Linked DNA regions of Hordeum vulgare: region 1 is linked to region 2. The links are chromatin contacts, called in public Hi-C maps. All regions are on one chromosome and are shown on one strand. The core of a region is the stretch at or near the end of the contact, and the rest is flanking DNA. Distances in the headings are between cores, read along the strand shown.

What was found. A called contact is a pair of places that touch in the nucleus more often than the background predicts.
Region 1: a contact with region 2 is called in a Hi-C map of seedling, with 5 times the contacts expected there. The contact joins the promoter of LOC123402020 here to the promoter of LOC123403537 in region 2. A contact is called at or near these places in 3 of 6 Hi-C or Micro-C datasets (leaf and seedling) and 1 of 1 datasets of contacts at active chromatin or transcription factors (embryo).

What each region holds. Positions count from the first base shown.
Region 1 is chr6H:424,306,069-424,309,967 of MorexV3_pseudomolecules_assembly, forward strand. It overlaps LOC123402020, which reads right to left and starts at 1,718. Exons shown (of 1, transcript XM_045095873.1): 1 at 642-1,718. The coding sequence starts at 1,301. The coding sequence ends at 906.
Region 2 is chr6H:424,162,889-424,166,549 of MorexV3_pseudomolecules_assembly, forward strand. It overlaps LOC123403537, which reads right to left and starts at 1,806. Exons shown (of 3, transcript XM_045097468.1): 1 at 1,640-1,806; 2 at 472-632; 3 at 1-384. The coding sequence starts at 577. The coding sequence ends at 242.

The DNA of each region.
Region 1 (3,899 bases), core at 468-2,967, 140 kb after region 2:
GCAAAAATGCATCAACAAGGAGGAGAAAACGACCCTCCACAGCGGCTACAGCAGCCACAACAATGCAAAACCGCCTGCAACTACTTCCTCCGTTTCTAAATATAAGTCTTTATAGAGATTTCATTTCACTAGTGAACTACATATGCATATAGACATACTTTAGAGTGTACATTCAATCATTTTACTTCGTATGTAGACATATAATAAAATCGTTTAAAAAATTTATATTTAGGAACGGAGGGAGTAATGGATAGCAGGAACAACAAGGGAAGATGGTTTCTTTAATGTGACACACATCTGGCCATGTGCGATGGAATCTTTGGCACCGCTTCTCCTAACGACTCGTTAATACTTTTCGATTATGTTCCGCGCCCAACCGAAAGGCAAAAGAACACAACAGCTAAAAAGGCAGCCAAAGTAGGCACAGTCAAGCCACGAACCAACAGTTCACTAGTTTTAACCTGACAGCGGCGGCACTTGCGTGACTGAATTTACCCACACGTACAATCTCCGTCCGAAATTAACCGTCGCTGAAATAAGTGTATTTTTTTCTTTTTTGCGGGGGGAAATGAGTGTATCTAAAAACGAGGAGTAAGAAATAGCAGAAGCATTTGAGATTATAATGCAGCCCATGCACTGTGTGTGGCCAGATCATCTCTCATTTCTCATTCCAAAATTTCACATGAAAAAAAAATGGCACAAACTGATGGAGGAAGGAGAGGAGGGTTAACCGGCAGAAGTTGAACCCTCGTAGTTAAGGGAAGAGGAAGAAATCAAGGGCACTGTACACATACATCTACGGGTAGCATTTTAGCAGGAGGTGATCAAAACCCAACCTTATAATTAGTAAAGCGATCAACCATCACCGACGACGCGCAATCTCTACTAAACCGCTAGTAATAAACTCAGTAAACTTCCTCGGGGATGCTCTGAAGGCCGGGCTCCCACTCCCCGCTCGCCTGCATCCGCCTGGTCTCCTCGGCGGCCCTCCGCATGCTGCGCCGCCGGAGCGACTGCAGCCTCTGCTCGGCGTCCGTGGCGCCGCCGCCGCCCGCCGCGCGCTGGCGGCTGCGGCGGTCCGCAGACGCCGCCGCCGCCGCCTCGGCGCCGGTGCCGAGGGCGGCCACCATCTTCTTGAGCTCGCGCTTGCTGACCACGATCTTGACGCGCACCGCGCCGCCCACCTCCTCCCGGGACAGGACGCGCCCCCCGTGGTGCAGCTGCTCGAGCGCCTCCTCGGCCGCCTTGGACTGGTGCCGCCCGGCCACCGCGTCCCTGGGGAAGAAGCACCTGGTCGCCATCGATCTTGCCGCGATGCGATCGGTGGCCACCCGCAAGCGCTGGCGCGGTGTCCGTCCGCCGGCCGGGCAAGTAGCAGCAGTAGTAGTAGACCAGTAGCGGTAGCACTCAGTCCTTGTTCCTCCTCCGACGTTCCTTGCAAGCTACAGCAGAAAGGCTGAAGCAATGGCAAAGTGAATGAATGTGCGGGCTGTCGAATAATGTGACATGCTAACATGCTTATATACTGGTTAGGGGTTGCCTTGCCTTGCCTTGCCCTTTGGTGAGCCAAGCAGCCCCAACTGTCTCCAAGCACACCAGCTCAGGTCCCTGACCGGTGGGCCAGCGCCCGGGAGGGGCCTGGCTCCCTCACTAGCCCTACTGGTAGTAGATTTACGGAATGGTAAACAAATGCTCTGGCTTTTTTAAGACCCTAAACAATCATGGGACCGAGAGATATTGCCATGGCAGTTGAAGAGAGAAACGGGTGCCTCACATGGCTGTCCCTCTCGCTCGCGGTCATCGGGACGATCGATCCATGGGTGTGTGTGAGGCCCTTGCAAGTAACGTGTTATCACAGCGCGATGGAGACTCCAACTCGACCACCCGTGGTCGTGGAGCCTACGGTGGATGTACGTACGTTCTGGTTACGATGGCGCAGTTTGACACGGACTTGCCCTTGGCCTTGGCCACAACAATGACCTCCCATGTTCCCTCTTGCCATCCGGATAAGTTCGATCGTGATCATGTGGTGGTACGTGCGTCTATCTGCACATGTAGTGTAGGGATGTATGATCGCATAGCACGGTGTTAATTTGGAGGTGCGAATTAGCAGTGCATGGTCTTGAAATGCAGGTGGTTCAGCTTTGCAATGCTCTCTGATCGCTGCCTTTGAGGTGATTGCCATTAGTGTCCCTTTCACTTTCAGGTGGTTCGGAACTGAATCCTCTCGTATGGTGACCTGGCTGTGGTGAAGGGAACAGCCGAGCGGACGGTCGTAAAAGACGTTGATGCACATGAATTTTCTTGAACTGGGTCTGAATATAACATCTACGCACTTGAGGCTAGCTACCACTCATAACCGTCAGGTGGTTAACAACGGGCATCGGATCGGCCTCTCTTGGAAAAATATGCCTACGCCTCAATAAGTACGTGGCCGCAGTTGAACCTACAGCGGTTATCAGCTCCTGTTTGTGTTATTTTTCTTTTTCTGAGGGGATCAGCTCCTGTCTGTTAATCAATGCATTTATTTAGTTTGACATTGGTTGTTAAGTTTGATGAATCCTATTCCTACGTGCCATGATGAGGCCGCGCAATCATCACCTTACGTACATATACAACGTCGACGCGGATCGAATGGACGGTGAGCCAACCTCTATCTATGAATGATTGACCGCAAACCGCAACAGTAACGTACGCGGAAACCCCCGCAGCAATCATGATCGAAGCGGACGCACGCATGACGCGATCCGTCCGCAGCTTGGCTAGACTAGATCCGTTGTCCGTAGCACGCCAGGTGTATGTACAAACGACGAAATTGCATCACCAAACTAGGATACACACACACACACACACCATACGAACGGGGCCGTTGGGTGACTAGCTGGCTAGCTAGCCGGTGACACGCATCCAAGAGGTTGATCCCGGTGTGTGAAACGAATTCTAATAGTACTAGTACTACTAATTGGTTTCCTCTGCTGATGATTAATAACTTAACTAACTTGTCAATGCGCAGTCTTTTGGGTTTCTTCAGGAGGGCACGTTATGTTATCTTGCTTGACAGCTTTGGCCTTTGGGGATGTGCACAGTGCGTTGCATCTGCATGCCATGTTTTGAGGAGGAAGTAACATGGGGCCGATGCATTGGCCCGTGGCCGTAGCAGCCACATTTCTTTGTGTGCAAACCAAACCACTGCATAAACAAACACACGGACAGATAAACAATCCCGTGGAGCTGACGGGGATGCTAGCTTTCTTCACATGCCACAACACAAAAGCTAGATCCCGCGCTGTATTTCGCGTGCTGTGGGGCCGCCGTGGACCCACATGCCAGCCGCATCTCAGGTGTAGGCAGCACCAAACGTTATTTAGCGGCCTAAATACCTGATATGGTACACATGTCGTGGCCGGATTGGCTGGATCGATCTTATCGTGTTAACTCGCTCTGCTGCCTGCGGGATATGCTATGCTTGAATGAAGGTTCCTACGGCCTACGTGGTAGTACACCATGACCGCTGTGGCAAAGCACGGTTGAGTCGGGCAGCTAGCTCTGCTAGCGGCTGTTCTTGTCTGCTTGCGTCCAAAGCCCGGAATACATGCAGCCAAGTACGTGAGGTGTCCACGCTACGGACAAGGTGCATGTGATGGCGCAGCTTTTAAGGTCAAAATTACGTGTCCAAACGTTCTTATGTTGAGGGCTAGTATCTCGGTCTCGGCGGAGTTTGCGTTGAGAACGCTGTTTACTACAGTGTGCTGCACTCCGTGATGATGGATCTAACGCAAAATGCGAATCGGACGCTTGTTTGCTAAGCTTAAATATGAAGGACACACCTAGGCTTGCTAGCAGCCTAGAAAAGACATTGTGTTACTTTGCAATGAAGATGCAATGCAATATTTTACCAA
Region 2 (3,661 bases), core at 556-3,055:
ACAAGAAAAGTAATCTGGACCTTGTGCCGTAACTGTCCACAAGTCCACTCTTTATCACTGCCCACCTAACCTGATCTGCATTCTCAAATAAAAAGGTTGCACAGATTTTACACGGAAAGTCCAGCACGCCTAGTTTTCAGCTTCGGCTGTCTGTGAAAACTGAACCACGTGAAAACAATTATTTCCATGAATACAAGGGACATAACTGAATATTGAAACAGTCCCCATGATACAGCTCAGATTATCCGTTTCCTGTCATGTCAAGCATCTCATCAAGACCCTTCAATCTCTGTAGTCCTTCACTAATTAAAAACTTAATCTTTTGCTTATCATCACAATGGCGATTTTTTTCAATCTCTGCCCGTACTGTCTGCCTCAACTCATCTGGACAAAGAACGACAAACATAATTAGAAAATTTTAAAGATAACAGCACACAGCAGATAGAAGAGCAAGGTTTACAAATGACATACCACGAGCATGTTCAGGGGCTCGGCGAGTCATACGCAGTGCCTGCCTATAAAATTTGAGGACACGCGCACGCAAAATAAAAGCCCGTAAATCCAGGAATTGAGCCATCGGAGAACACCTTAATAGATAGCTGTGATTATGCCATTTGGATCCTCTTGTCACACTGAATATTCAAGAAGAATGGATATATAAGCAGCAAGTTATAGTTCTTATAAAGGTATTTGGGCACTTGCAAGATGTACAATTAGGCATTTGTGTCAGATAAATCCTAAGAAAGGTTAAAAAATATTCACCAATAAAAAATAAACAAGTATACTGTATACACAGAAATGCCACTGCTTCTGCATCAGAAATATTGCTTCACCAGACATTACCCATTCTATAATGGAAATTATGCATCGATAATACATTTTGATGTTCTCAAGAATAACACCCAGAGTGCCTATGCTCTTCAGGAATGAAATCAGCTAATGATGGTCAGCCACTCAAACTTGTGAGCCATGTCCAACTCGACACGCAGCAACGAGTAAAAGATGCACAGGTTACACTCGGGGAAATAGCATTGTGTTATTGACAGATTACTATAGTGCTTGATACTCAATAGCCTATCTAGAACAACACATTTCTATCGTACTGTAAAAATCTTAGTTATGTTTGTTGAACAACCATGATAACGGATCTACCTACACAGCCCAGAAATAGTAGGAGCCGGATCCTCCAAAAGCAACTCGTCTGGGGCATTTCAACAAATACCTACTGCTCGCACATACTGACGTGTTATTTCAATGAACAACTCTAATACTCGTCTCACTCCAAATAAGGAATTCCCACCAGCCTCTGGAGTCTAGACAATCCATAGTCCATACAGGTCAATCAAACGTGTGGGCACCGCAATGGCCAGTGGCAGCCGCAGAATTTCCAGAGAACAATAATAAGTTTATAAATGGAAATCAAGGTCCATGAAGCAATTAAAGTACGAATTAGTTCTACTATATGAGGAATCAACAACTGGTTAAAAAGGAGAAGTGATGGGGGGGCGGGGGATTAAGGAGGGCTGCCGGCCGCCGCCGTAGTCGCCGTCGATTTCCGAGCCGGAGAGGGGTGTCCGCTCTGGGTAAAGCTCGCAGAGAGGGAACGGGAGAAGAGTGGAGATAGAATGGAGGGAAGCACCTCGCTGCAGGGCACCGCTGCTCCGTGGGGCGAAGAACCAGAGAGGAGGTCGGATCGAGCGATGGCGGATCCGGTGGCCGGCGTGGGGAGGTCGACCGCACCTACGGCTGCACGTCAGGCCGCGCTGCTCCGATTCCAAGCCGGGCACATTCTTTTTTCTTTTAGTGGTGGGCGAAATTTTAAGGTTTGCTGCACATGTGGGGATGGGCCGAGCGGAAGTACATGTAGCTGTATAGGCCGACCAGGTTTAGATCATCCGAATTGAAACATACTACCGCTCAAAGAAAAACAAAATGAATTGAAACGTAGCAGCGAAGTTGAAAAGAGATGATTAGATAGCTCAGAAAAATATAAAAAATGATTAGGCAGCCGGTAAATTTGTAGATTAAAAGAAGAGATCACAATTCACAGTAATCTCTACTCCTAAAGAAGGAGTTAGTAGCCGGCTTTTATCGGATTTTTTCCGTCTTCCCTTTTAACTTTATATTTTTTTTCGTCTTACCTTCCACCACTGGATTTTATCCCTTTCACTAAAAAAATAAATCACATTAAAGAAGAGATCTTATTTCATGATTGCTTTGGCGGGTGCTGCTTTAATTCAATCACTTAAATAATAAGTAATTCAAAATTCAGAAATTACACCACATATGAGATCGCCTTTTTAAAAGAGAGACATAATATTTTCTCGATAACCTTTCAAAACAAAATTAGACAATTCTCAATAACAAATAGCTAATTGCACAATGTGCCATTAATTGACAACCACAAGTTTCCTAATACAATAAAAAATATATATCTTTTTGTTATGTGTATGCATCTGTGTGTCCCTATAGAGGGACGCCGTGCGCGACACCATAGAGGATGTTGTGGTCGGGCCTGACACTGACGCGATGCTCGAGAATGTGAGAGCGTGGATCAAGGCGTCGTCCTCGACTGTGGACGCGATTATCTTCTCTACTCCTAAAGAGGGTTCGTACGTTGTTCGTTGGTATCCAGTCATCAATGCAAAATAATTTGGAAACCAAACACTAGATCATTTTAAAAATCAAGTCACTAATGCAGTTAATTAGCCAAACAAACAATTAATTTAATTTGTTTAAATAGGGATTTTTCAGACCAAATCAATTATGAAAGCGAGCCATTAATCCCTACTCCTAAAGGAGGACTTGGTAGTCTTTGTTTCACGGATTTTCCGCCTCATCTTTCACCTTTGTCTGGGTTTTTTCGTCTCTCCTTTCATCACCATCTATCTCTACTCCTAAAGGGAGACTTTGTAGCTTCTCCTCCACGGTTTATTTTTACGTCACCTCCCAACCCCCTTTTACCTTGGGTTTTATTCATCTGGTTGTTTCTCGCCGAGCTTCTCACACCATAAAAAAAGTTTGAACGGGTTAGAATTTTCCATATGGACGCAAGTTATTTAGTAATACTTTCATGGGAAAGAATCAGTAATGATTGATCTTCAATCAATCTTTGAAGACCAAATGTGGATGGATTAGAACTTTTCATGTGGACGCAAGCTATTTAGTAATATCTCCATGTGAAAGAATCAATTATGATCAATCTTTAATCAATATCTTCAGACCAAATCTAAACTGATCAGAACTTTCCATGTGGACGCAAATCTCTAGTCTTAAGGAGGACTTGGTAGCTTCCGTTCCAGGGTTTTTTCCTCTCCCCTCCCACGTACGTCTGATTTTGTTCCTCTATTTTATCTTTGTCCCTCCATCCATCATCACATGTCTCTACTCCTAAAATCTGAGTTTGTAGTCTCGCCTCACCTCCCATCAACCTCTTGACAACCTTATATTACTCCCGTGAGCGTGTGACATGCGATCTTTTGCTTAACCGCAACCAATTTGAACCGACCCATTTGATGCGTGTATTAATTCAATGATATACGCACTTTTTGAAAACAACATCATACATTAACTCGTTCAAATCCTATCACTAATTACCAAAACAACCATGTGTGGTTTTTTATTTCCAAATTAAATACTATCGGCACTTACCCAAACAAAT